Regions from separate parts of the Mus musculus genome. Here region 2 is linked to region 1. Evidence: chromatin contacts called from public HiCAR-type data. All regions are on one chromosome and are shown on one strand. The core of a region is the stretch at or near the end of the contact, and the rest is flanking DNA. Distances in the headings are between cores, read along the strand shown.

The links. HiCAR-type assays count read pairs that join an accessible place to other places.
Region 2: a HiCAR-type map of kidney shows a contact between it and region 1, with 3 times the contacts expected there. The contact joins two enhancer-like sites. A contact is called at or near these places in 1 of 15 datasets of contacts at CTCF or cohesin (the NIH/3T3 cell line), 2 of 115 datasets of contacts at active chromatin or transcription factors (fibro-adipogenic progenitors and kidney) and 3 of 9 other capture datasets (adipose tissue, liver and pancreatic islet).

Annotation. Positions count from the first base shown.
Region 1 is chr12:40,338,872-40,343,519 of GRCm38.p6, reverse strand. All of the region lies in intron 4 of Zfp277 (zinc finger protein 277), which reads left to right. Among named protein-coding and RNA genes, the nearest start is that of Gm40403, 93 kb to the right of the region's middle. Within about 2 kb of position 1,844, at least 9 of the 459 cell types and tissues checked have an H3K27ac peak or open chromatin away from gene starts, as enhancers often do. A contact at or near this core is called in kidney, where this site is marked.
Region 2 is chr12:40,794,176-40,798,823 of GRCm38.p6, reverse strand. It overlaps Dock4 (dedicator of cytokinesis 4), which reads right to left. Exons shown (of 53, transcript NM_172803.2): 33 at 4,201-4,227; 34 at 3,961-4,056; 35 at 3,127-3,187. Among named protein-coding and RNA genes, the nearest start is that of Immp2l, 230 kb to the left of the region's middle. Within about 2 kb of position 2,858, at least 14 of the 459 cell types and tissues checked have an H3K27ac peak or open chromatin away from gene starts, as enhancers often do. A contact at or near this core is called in kidney, where this site is marked.

The DNA.
Region 1 (4,648 bases), core at 595-3,094:
GATGATGCCCTCCAGGTCAATCCATTTGGCTAGGAATTTCATAAATTCATTCTTTTTAATAGCTGAGTAGTACTCCATTGTGTAAATGTACCACATTTTCTGTATCCATTCCTCTGTTGAGGGGCATCTGGGTTCTTTCCAGCTTCTGGCTATTATAAATAAGGCTGCTATGAACATAGTGGAATATGTGTCTTTCTTACCAGTTGGAACATCTTCTGGATATATACCCAGGAGAGGTATTGCTGGATCCTCCGGTAGTACAATGTCCAATTTTCTGAGGAACCGCCAGACTGATTTCCAGAGTGGTTGTACAAGCTTGCAATCCCACCAACAATGGAGGAGTGTTCCTCTTTCTCCACATCCTCACCAGGATCTGCTGTCACCTGTATTTTTGATTTTAGCCATTCTGACTGGTGTGAGATGGAATCTCAGCGCTGTTTTGATTTGCATTTCCCTGATTATTAAGGATGCTGAACATTTTTTCAGGTCCTTCTCAGCCATTTGGTATCCTCAGGTGAGAATTCTTTGATTAGCTCTAAGCCCCATTTTTTAATAGGGTTATTTGATTTTCTGAAGTCCACCTTCTTCAGTTCTTTATATAGACTGTTTTCATGGGAATTTTAGAGATCAACAGAAACTGATCCATAGAAAAGAGTTATGTCCAATCAACATTGTACATTAGTTAATCAGAGAAGCGAAAGAAAACAGAAGTAAGTGGCTGGCCATTGGCTTGCCATTCCACTCACCATAAAGAGGAACCATGTGGACTGTTGTGAGGCAGGGGACACACATGTGTGTCCCTCTAGGCACAGATGAAGCTGTTCTCCATGCCCTTTGCTGGTTAAAGAAATCAAAATGAGACCTTGAGACCTGTTAGCTGCATTGCTAGACAAATTGCAGTATGTTTTTTGTTTGTTTGTTTGTTTTTGCTTTTGAAAGAAAGGTCAACCCAGAACACACCAAAACCAACTTCTCAGCAAAAAGGACAAGGAGTAAGGGTCAAAAACAGAAGATACAGGACAAGGGAAAAGAGAAGGGGACAATGGAGAAGGGGCAGGGGTATTTGCCCTGAAGAGACAAAGGACTTTCTCTGGATAGAGATGAGACAGATGTGGCCCCTAGGCAAATGGCAGTTTATCAAGGGAAAGGAGAAACCCCTTAGGATGAGTTGGTTAATTTTGATTGGGCTTGCTAGTTAGAGTAGCCAAAAGAGGGTTTTTGATTGTTAGACTTTAGTACTTTGGTAGCTAGGCCTTGGTGGTCATCCCCAGGAAGAATAAATCGCCAAATAAAGAAATGGACCTTGGTAGCTAGCTTTAGGAATATAACTTACGAGTTTAACAAGGTAGCGGGAAATGGAGGAGAAGGGTAAAAGACAAAAACTGTCTCTGCCACCTGTGCTGTGCTCAGGCCTGCTAGAGCCCTTCAGGTTTATCTGTAATAGAGTTACATAAAGAAACAGTGTGAGGGAAAGCTTGAAAGATCTTAAATTAGAACCAAGTTTTGGGAATTTTGTTTAGTAGCAAACTAGGAACCAATCATATGCTTGTTAGAGTTTATTACATTCAAGTTCTCCTCATATTCCTTCTATATTTACAGCCTACTTTTAAATACCATTTCCAGTAAATTTTAGCTTCTCCTTCCTTCCTTCCATCTCTTTTTATCTCCCTCCCTCCTAATCTCCCAGCATCAGATAATCATATTTTAAATAAGTGCATAGAGAAAGTCTATAAATCATCCATCTGATATCAGATAATCTCAGTTGATTGAAACGAACCCACACCTTAAGAGGCGAGATATTCTCACCAAGGAGCAGTAACTAACACACCACGTCAAAGACAGACACCAATCAGGTGCTGCCCACTCTTGGATGCCGAACATTCTTGACCTAGTTACATTCCTGGAATGTGATGGCCTCTGTTTCTTTAGCTCAGTTTGGAAAGTCCAGCAGTTTAGTTCCAGGCTCAGAGGGCAAGCTGAGGGTCTGAGTAGTGTAAATTAAAATCGGGTATAGCTGGATTTTGGATACAGTGAAGAGAAGCTCTGTGCCTAGGAGGTAAGCACAGAAAGCTATAGAAGAGAATAAATGCAGATAAGGTGAGCACTGCAGCTTCCTCTTTTGTAGAGGAAGGAGATCCTGAAAGTCAAACAAATTTTTGTTCCAATGCAGTACAAAAGTAATTGTTTCTAGCCAGTACTCCACATTGAAAGCAAATCAAATCACATCTAGTATTCAGAATGCAGAGGAAAACATGGAAGGTCATCTACAAAACCATCCTGTGCATAATTAAACCTTTGCTTACCAGACTTAAATTCCAGTGTTCTAGGAAATGAACTTATATGGAATAATTACTAGTCCTTTTCTAGTACATCTAGAGGAAGACATAATTGTTTTATGTTTTAATATTCCTATTGTATTAGCATGCTCTAGCTCCAACTGTTGAAAGTCTCCCATCTGACTCATTTCAGTGAAGCTTGTATGAGTGCTTTGGTTTGGTTTGGTTTCGTTTGGTTTGGTTGGGGGGGACAGAGCTTGCAAGGGCAGAGGGCAGATAGGAAGGGACAGGGAGATGAGTGGAATTGGGTGCATGATGTGAAACTCATAAAAAAAAAATCAATAAAAAGTTAAAATGTATAGCTGGATGTTGCCAAACAAAAATCCCAGTGCCAGATAGGAGATACACCCTCGTGAATTGTTAGTGAGGGAGGCCCCAGGACCTGCAAAATAGTACAGGCTCTGTTCTTCTTGGTTGCCTGTCAGAACTAGATAACTCTTGCTAGTTACCTAGCAAGATAACTTGATGAAGACCCCACATGCCTTGGTTGTAAAGTATATTAAAATCAAGCTGAACTGAGTAGAAGTTTCTTCCCTGCTGGCTGCTTTCATGATGCCAGGGTGCAGAGCCAAAGACACATCAGCTGCCTTACCAAATTCTGACCCATAGAAACTATAAACAGTGCCCACCTGTGAAGTAAACTATGCCTGCTGGTGTAGAAATGGCACAACTATTATGAAGATACCGTCTCTCAGATTAGATTTGAGGCCCACTCCACAGAGGCAATACATGCCTGGTACTGTAAACCTGACCTGATCTATGGTTGGAGTAATCTTGGGCCCTAAGGGAAAACTTGCTTACTGTTATTTATCTACAGCAGCAGTAAACAAATGCTATTCTCTCATCCTTAATCAGAGAAATCTCTTCTTTCAATGAAAGGTAGAAAATGCAAGATTGTGACTGCTGATGGTTGAGTAGTCAATCCTAAACTTGTTAGCTACAACACCCTGTCTCCAGCTCTGGGAAAAGTCACAGAAGGAGCAGGAAAAAAAATTTAAGACCTAGAAAACAGAGGAGTGAACCATGAAATGCTACCTTTAGGGCATAGTACTACCACTGCAAATATGATCTCACAGCTGGTTCCTTATGCTGGCCCTGCAAAAGACTGGGCCTGTCAACAACTACTCAGGGATCAGGGAGAGGCTAATGGGACCCTGCCCCTCCCTTTTGAGTTAGCAGCTACTGATGGATTCTAGGCAAGGCACAGTCATTTTTAGCAGTTGTATACCCAGCAAGTGAGGTCACCAGGCTCGAAGGAATAGTTCCAAGCCAGTGGTAACACAAATCATCCTCATTAAAATCAGCGAATCACAAAAGAAAATGACACAAAATGTGGGGAAGGGGACCGTAGGAATCTTGACAAAAAGTGGGAAGAAATGAGAGAGGGTGAGGATGCGGGTCAACAGAACATCACTCATACATAAAACTGCCAAAAAATGAATTAAACCCACACGATTAAGAAGGAGAAGGGAGGGAGGGAGGGAGGGAGGGACGGAGGGAGGGAGGGAGGGAGGGAGGAAGGAAGGAAGGAAGGAAGGAAGGAAGGAAGGAAGGAAGGAAGGAAGGAAGGAAGGAGGGAGGGAGGGAGGGAGGGAGGGAGGGAGACTGATTGTATTAATGGAGAAACATTGAGGAAATAGCCACAAAAGTGTAGTTCACACTATTGGAATCACAGGAGCCTGGTATGGGAAGAATACAAGGACGGAGAATCTCTTTACAAAGAACTGCATGCCCTTGTCTATTGCTCCCAGTTCTGGGACCCTTCCTTGCATTGATATAAAAGTGAGAAACGAACGCATTGCAAGGGTAAAATAGAAAACATCTTAATGTCTAGGAAGGACTTTTAAAAAATATTTAAGTTAGTATGTAAACAAATAGCTCCTTATGGAATTTTCATACATAAGCATTGTTGTACTGTTAAACTTTGTTCCAAATGCCCTCTCCCTTTCTCCCTTACTTCCAACCCCAGCTCCCCATCCCCCCACCCCTACCTTTCTCTCTTTAAAGATGCCCCATTCTGCTTTCTTGCAACAGGATTCCATTACCTTCTATCTCTCTCTCTGTCCTCTTTCTTTTAAGAATTTCTCCCATGACTTTAATTCCAGTACTCGGGAGGCAGAGGAAGGTGGATCTCTGTGAGTTCAAGTCTCTCGAATTCTAGGACATCGAGAGCTACACAGAGAAACCTTGTCTCAAAAAAAAGAAAACGGAACTTCCTCCCTCTTATGCTTTTTATAGTTTCATAACACATACACACACACACACACACACACACACACACACACACACAGGAGTTTAAATTGGGGTTTCCA
Region 2 (4,648 bases), core at 1,609-4,108, 450 kb before region 1:
TAGTATGTAGTCCTGGCTGGCCTGGAATTCATTACTCAAACTCCCAGAAATCCCGGTCCCTGCTCCCCCCATGCTGGGAGTAAAGCACTCCTGGCAGCTGTATTAAGTTTTAATGTTTCTTGTTTATGTTTAAAACACAAACCAGAGAATTTTATGTCTGCTTATTATCATGGAATGGGTTTACTGGAAATATTAAATTAAATAACCTTACTTATTTATTTATTTATTTACAAATCTGAATTTTACTAAAATTCTCTAAAATATTTTACCAAGTTTTATAAAACTCCAGTGTTTACTACCTGGATATACAAGCTGCAGGTACATTATGCAGTCCCTGCTTCAGACACATGAGATGATAACGTATTGTTGTTGGAGCTGATGCTACTTAGGATATGAAGGACACAGGCTAGTGCGGGAGGGGGCAGAGGGGGACGGACAGCTATGCACTTGAAAGAGTGACAAGTTTCTGAAACAGAAAATGCCAGGAATCTTATAGGTGTCCTTAGCTGATGAGTCAGTCAGGAACCTAATGATCAACTCTCAAAGGCGCTGTCTGCCCATTATCTGACTCGTGTGCATTCTTGAACCCAAGGACTCATATACTGTGTGGGCACTGACGCTAACTTGAATGCATTATTATTTCCAATCCATAACATTGGCTCTCTCCTTGCCTTTCATTTCCTGTGGATCCTGGCAGTCTTTAAAAGCCAAGTAAACAATGCTACTCAAACCTCCCTCATTATCATCAAAATCATTTTAATTAGCAAGAATTGTACCATAAACACAATCTAACAGCCCCACAGCAGGTTTTACATTATTAAAGGACGATCTGTTCTAATAGCTTTCTGTTAAGAAGCTGCTGCGTTCTTTCAGAACAAAAATAAGCGATCACTTTGTAAATGAATATTCCTCCTTAAAAAAAAAAAAAAAAAAACAACCAACCAAAGCCCGACATCTCCCCAGCTGGCAGATGACAATCTCTCACATATGTCTGCTAAAAACTGTAACACAGAGAACAAAATAATAATTATAATTCCTCCTGTTAGTCATGTCAAATAGTGTGCACTGTCACCAACTGTGAGTTAAGCTCTGACCGAACACCAGCAGTTAGAGGCCCCCTGGCAGGATCTGCTGCTGACCTCACAGGGAGGTAGTGACGGGAGCCATATTGCCACTAGCAAACATCCAAAACTTTCCATTTAGAGTAGGAGCTAAAGAGATTAGCTTCAATGTGATAAAGCTGGGTTTATCACTGCTGGTTTGCAGTTGGAACAGCTTTTTCAAAATGCTCACCTTCTCTGCTCTTTGTCACACTCCAAAGCTAATGGTGTTAGGCTCAAGTAATTACAACAGGGCCCCTGATTTATGAGGTTTCCTTCTTATTCCCCATAGAAGACAAGAAGGAACACAGTGCAAACTAGTCATTCCTTTACCAAAGGAAAGGGCCTCTTCTGTTGGCCCAGCCGAGGAGATAAGCCGAGGGGGCTGCATTACTATGTTCATCTCCAAAGAGAAGGAACTGGGAGAGGAGATGAGGGTGGCAGGGCTCCTTAGGAAACAGGAAATGTTTCTGCTCTGAGGTTATACGAGCGTTTGTGCCTGGGCTGAGGATTCAAACCGAAGCTCACAGAGCACACGACATATAAGCAAGGACGTGGAAAGGGGTGAGGGTCCTGATTGTGATGGCAGAGAGACGAAAAATACTGAGGAGCTGGAAGGCTGGACAGAGGGAAGGACTGTGCCGAGCCGAGAAGGGACTGTTAGAGGAGAGGTCATGGCTAGCATAGTGGGTGGGCTGATAGCCGCTCACTGTTGGTTTTAAGGAAGAAAATTATATAAGTATGTCGGTGTGAATAAGATGCACCCTCACAGAGCATGCTTAGGGCTCGATATTTTTAGGGGCTGGTGATCGAGGTAGAGATATAACAAGTCATTAAAAAATGAGGAGGAAGAAGTGGGTGTGGTAAGGAAAGATAGGGTCATGAGCTCAGAAGTGAAAAGCAGCACAGCAAAAAATTAGGGCAACAGAAAGGTAGTGGAGTCAAAGTTGAGAGATTTGAGAAGGGACTGAAGGGATTGAGTGAAAGAAAACAGCAGCAGCAGCAGCAGCAGCAGCAAACCCGTTCGGCAGATCAAAAGTTCAAGACGCAGGCAAAGCACAGCTGCAAAAGTTTCAGGACGTAGGGCAAGAATGCCAACGACAGTACAATGTTTATAACAGACAAGGACATTTCATGTGCTCTCAGAAATACAAGAGAAAAACAAAAAACCCAGAACATTCACAGGTTTAGAACTGCAAGAGGTCACTCTTCAGTTCCAAGATGGAGGAAAGTTAGTAAAAGCATTAACTCACTAGATAGCAAAATACAATAACTAATGTCCAATGTAGGACTCATCTTTCATGATGAAATTCCAATCTACTTAATAAAAAGGGAGTGATACTTTTTTAAAAAATAAATTTTGGTTGATCTAGAGTAAATTACGATTTAGACTCCTGTCCATATAGCTATGTCATCTATGCATTGCAATGCAATTCTTTGCAATCGTGTTATTATGAATTCAATGTGCAGGGGACAGTGAGTGAAACTTAAGCATATTAAAGCAGAAAATTTTCACAGGTTAGAAAATAAGAGTTCAGTAATTGTTATGAAAACATACAAAGATTGTGAGGGAGAGGAAGAAGATGGGCAGACAGGAATAGTCAACAGAGAAATGAAGGGACTTCAATGCCGATATTGTGCTTTTCCAAGAAAAGCATCTAGACTGAGTAAGAAACTCAAGAGGGGAAGACAGCAGCACGCAGTCCCTCTGTGAGGTCTGCTCACTGCTACCAGCCCAGCCCAGCCCAGCCCAGCCCAGCCCAGCCCAGCCCAGCCCAGCCCAGCCCAGCCCAGCCCAGCCCAGCCCAGCCCAGCAGGAGTATTCTGCAATGTTCTGAGCTGAAGATTTTCTGGGCTTCATTCAACCTAAGGGTCACTATCTTCCCTTTAAAAAAAACACTTTTCCATTTTTGTAAGAAACATCCTGAAAAAGGGCACATGGAAGATTAAAAACAAACAAAACTTAGTGCTTCAGTGAAGAGCAGCAGAGGTTAGAAGGAAGGGGGAGACGGAGTCAGACACTAACCAAAAGGCTAACTGTGCAGCCAATCTTCTTGCCATCCACCTCTCCTATCTTCATGCAGTCCCTGTAAACAGAAAGCAAGAGTCACACCGGGAACTTTCTCTTGTGGGGAAAACACAGTTGTTCTTTGCTGTCTGATGTGTGGGTAGGTGAGGTATCCTCAAAGATCAGAGACGATTGTGTGGGTTCAGGGAAAGGGGACTGGGCAGAAGATCTCTGATGGGACTGGAAGTAGAGACTGACTCCCAGCTGCAGTAGGCAAGCAATATGCCTCTCAATGGACAGGGACTCAGGGAGCAGGGGAGAGAGGGTGCCTACCCCTCCTTCATCAAAGGTGTAAAACTGCCAGGGACAATGAACGGAGAAGAGTTCTTAAAATAAAAGAAACCCACCATGCATAGAATTGGGACAGCCTGCTCTAAAGGCAAAGTAAATGAAAATAAAAATAAATTGTATTCCTTTAAGGGTGCAGCACACTGGTACAATCCCCTAGATCTTCATTCTAAAGTGTTTGGATCACCGGCAATTTTTGAGTGAGTGAGTCTAAATATCCAAAGATTTTTCTTTTCTTTCCCTTCTTTCTGTTTTTGAGGACTGTCAAGGACTCTGAGAACTCTTTCAACTCAAAGCTTTGAGAGAATTATCAAAAACAGAACTAAACAAACAAGTAAACAAACACCAAAGACAGATGCCAAACTCTGAACAAGCAGGTTGGAAGTCCAGGTGCTGATTAGCAATTCTTTGAATGATTAACTCAAGTGGAATGCTAATTACAGTTCAGCTATTTGGGCTTTTAACTAGAATGGAGCCTATCTGGAATCTTAGGATGCAGCTTACCTGTAGTCTAACAACCTCTCCATCAGCCGAGTGACAGTGGCAATTAATGAAACGCCACTTTCCCTCCATGTTTCCCGCTCAATTTTCTTTAGTAGACTGGAAAAGAAAGAACCCAGGGCATTTTCAACATTTATTTTTATCAGTCACCATGACAACCATTTTACTTTCATCAGTACCTTAAATGCCTTAGCAACCACTGCAACATCTCACAAGTAGGACAATTTGCAAACAATGTCTTACCTAGGGTAGGGACCAAATAGTGGAATTCTAATCCAGGAAGCATTGACAAAGCAAATCGATTTTCAGATTATCCAAGTCATAAAATACGAACTCATGCACATAATCATGCTTTCAAACACATACAAGCACCTCACAGCTCAGAGACATTTCCCCCCAGCTCTCCTGGTAGGCTGACAGAGACTGGTGTCTTGCCACATTAAATAACAGCGCAGAAGCGAAACACGGGAGTCCCTCCAAGTTTACTTCCAAGTAAAGAGCTTTAGTCCCATAAACATGTTTTCCTACCTCTCAGTGGAACGCATCTTCCTTCACCCAAGCAATTTTGCTGCACTGCCACTGCTACAGGAAAATCCTTGTACAGACGGGATGACGTTTGCGCTCTCTCCCTTCACTTAACATTTGCCCACTCAATACATATTGTACTATCTGTGCGCTCACTCAACGCTTC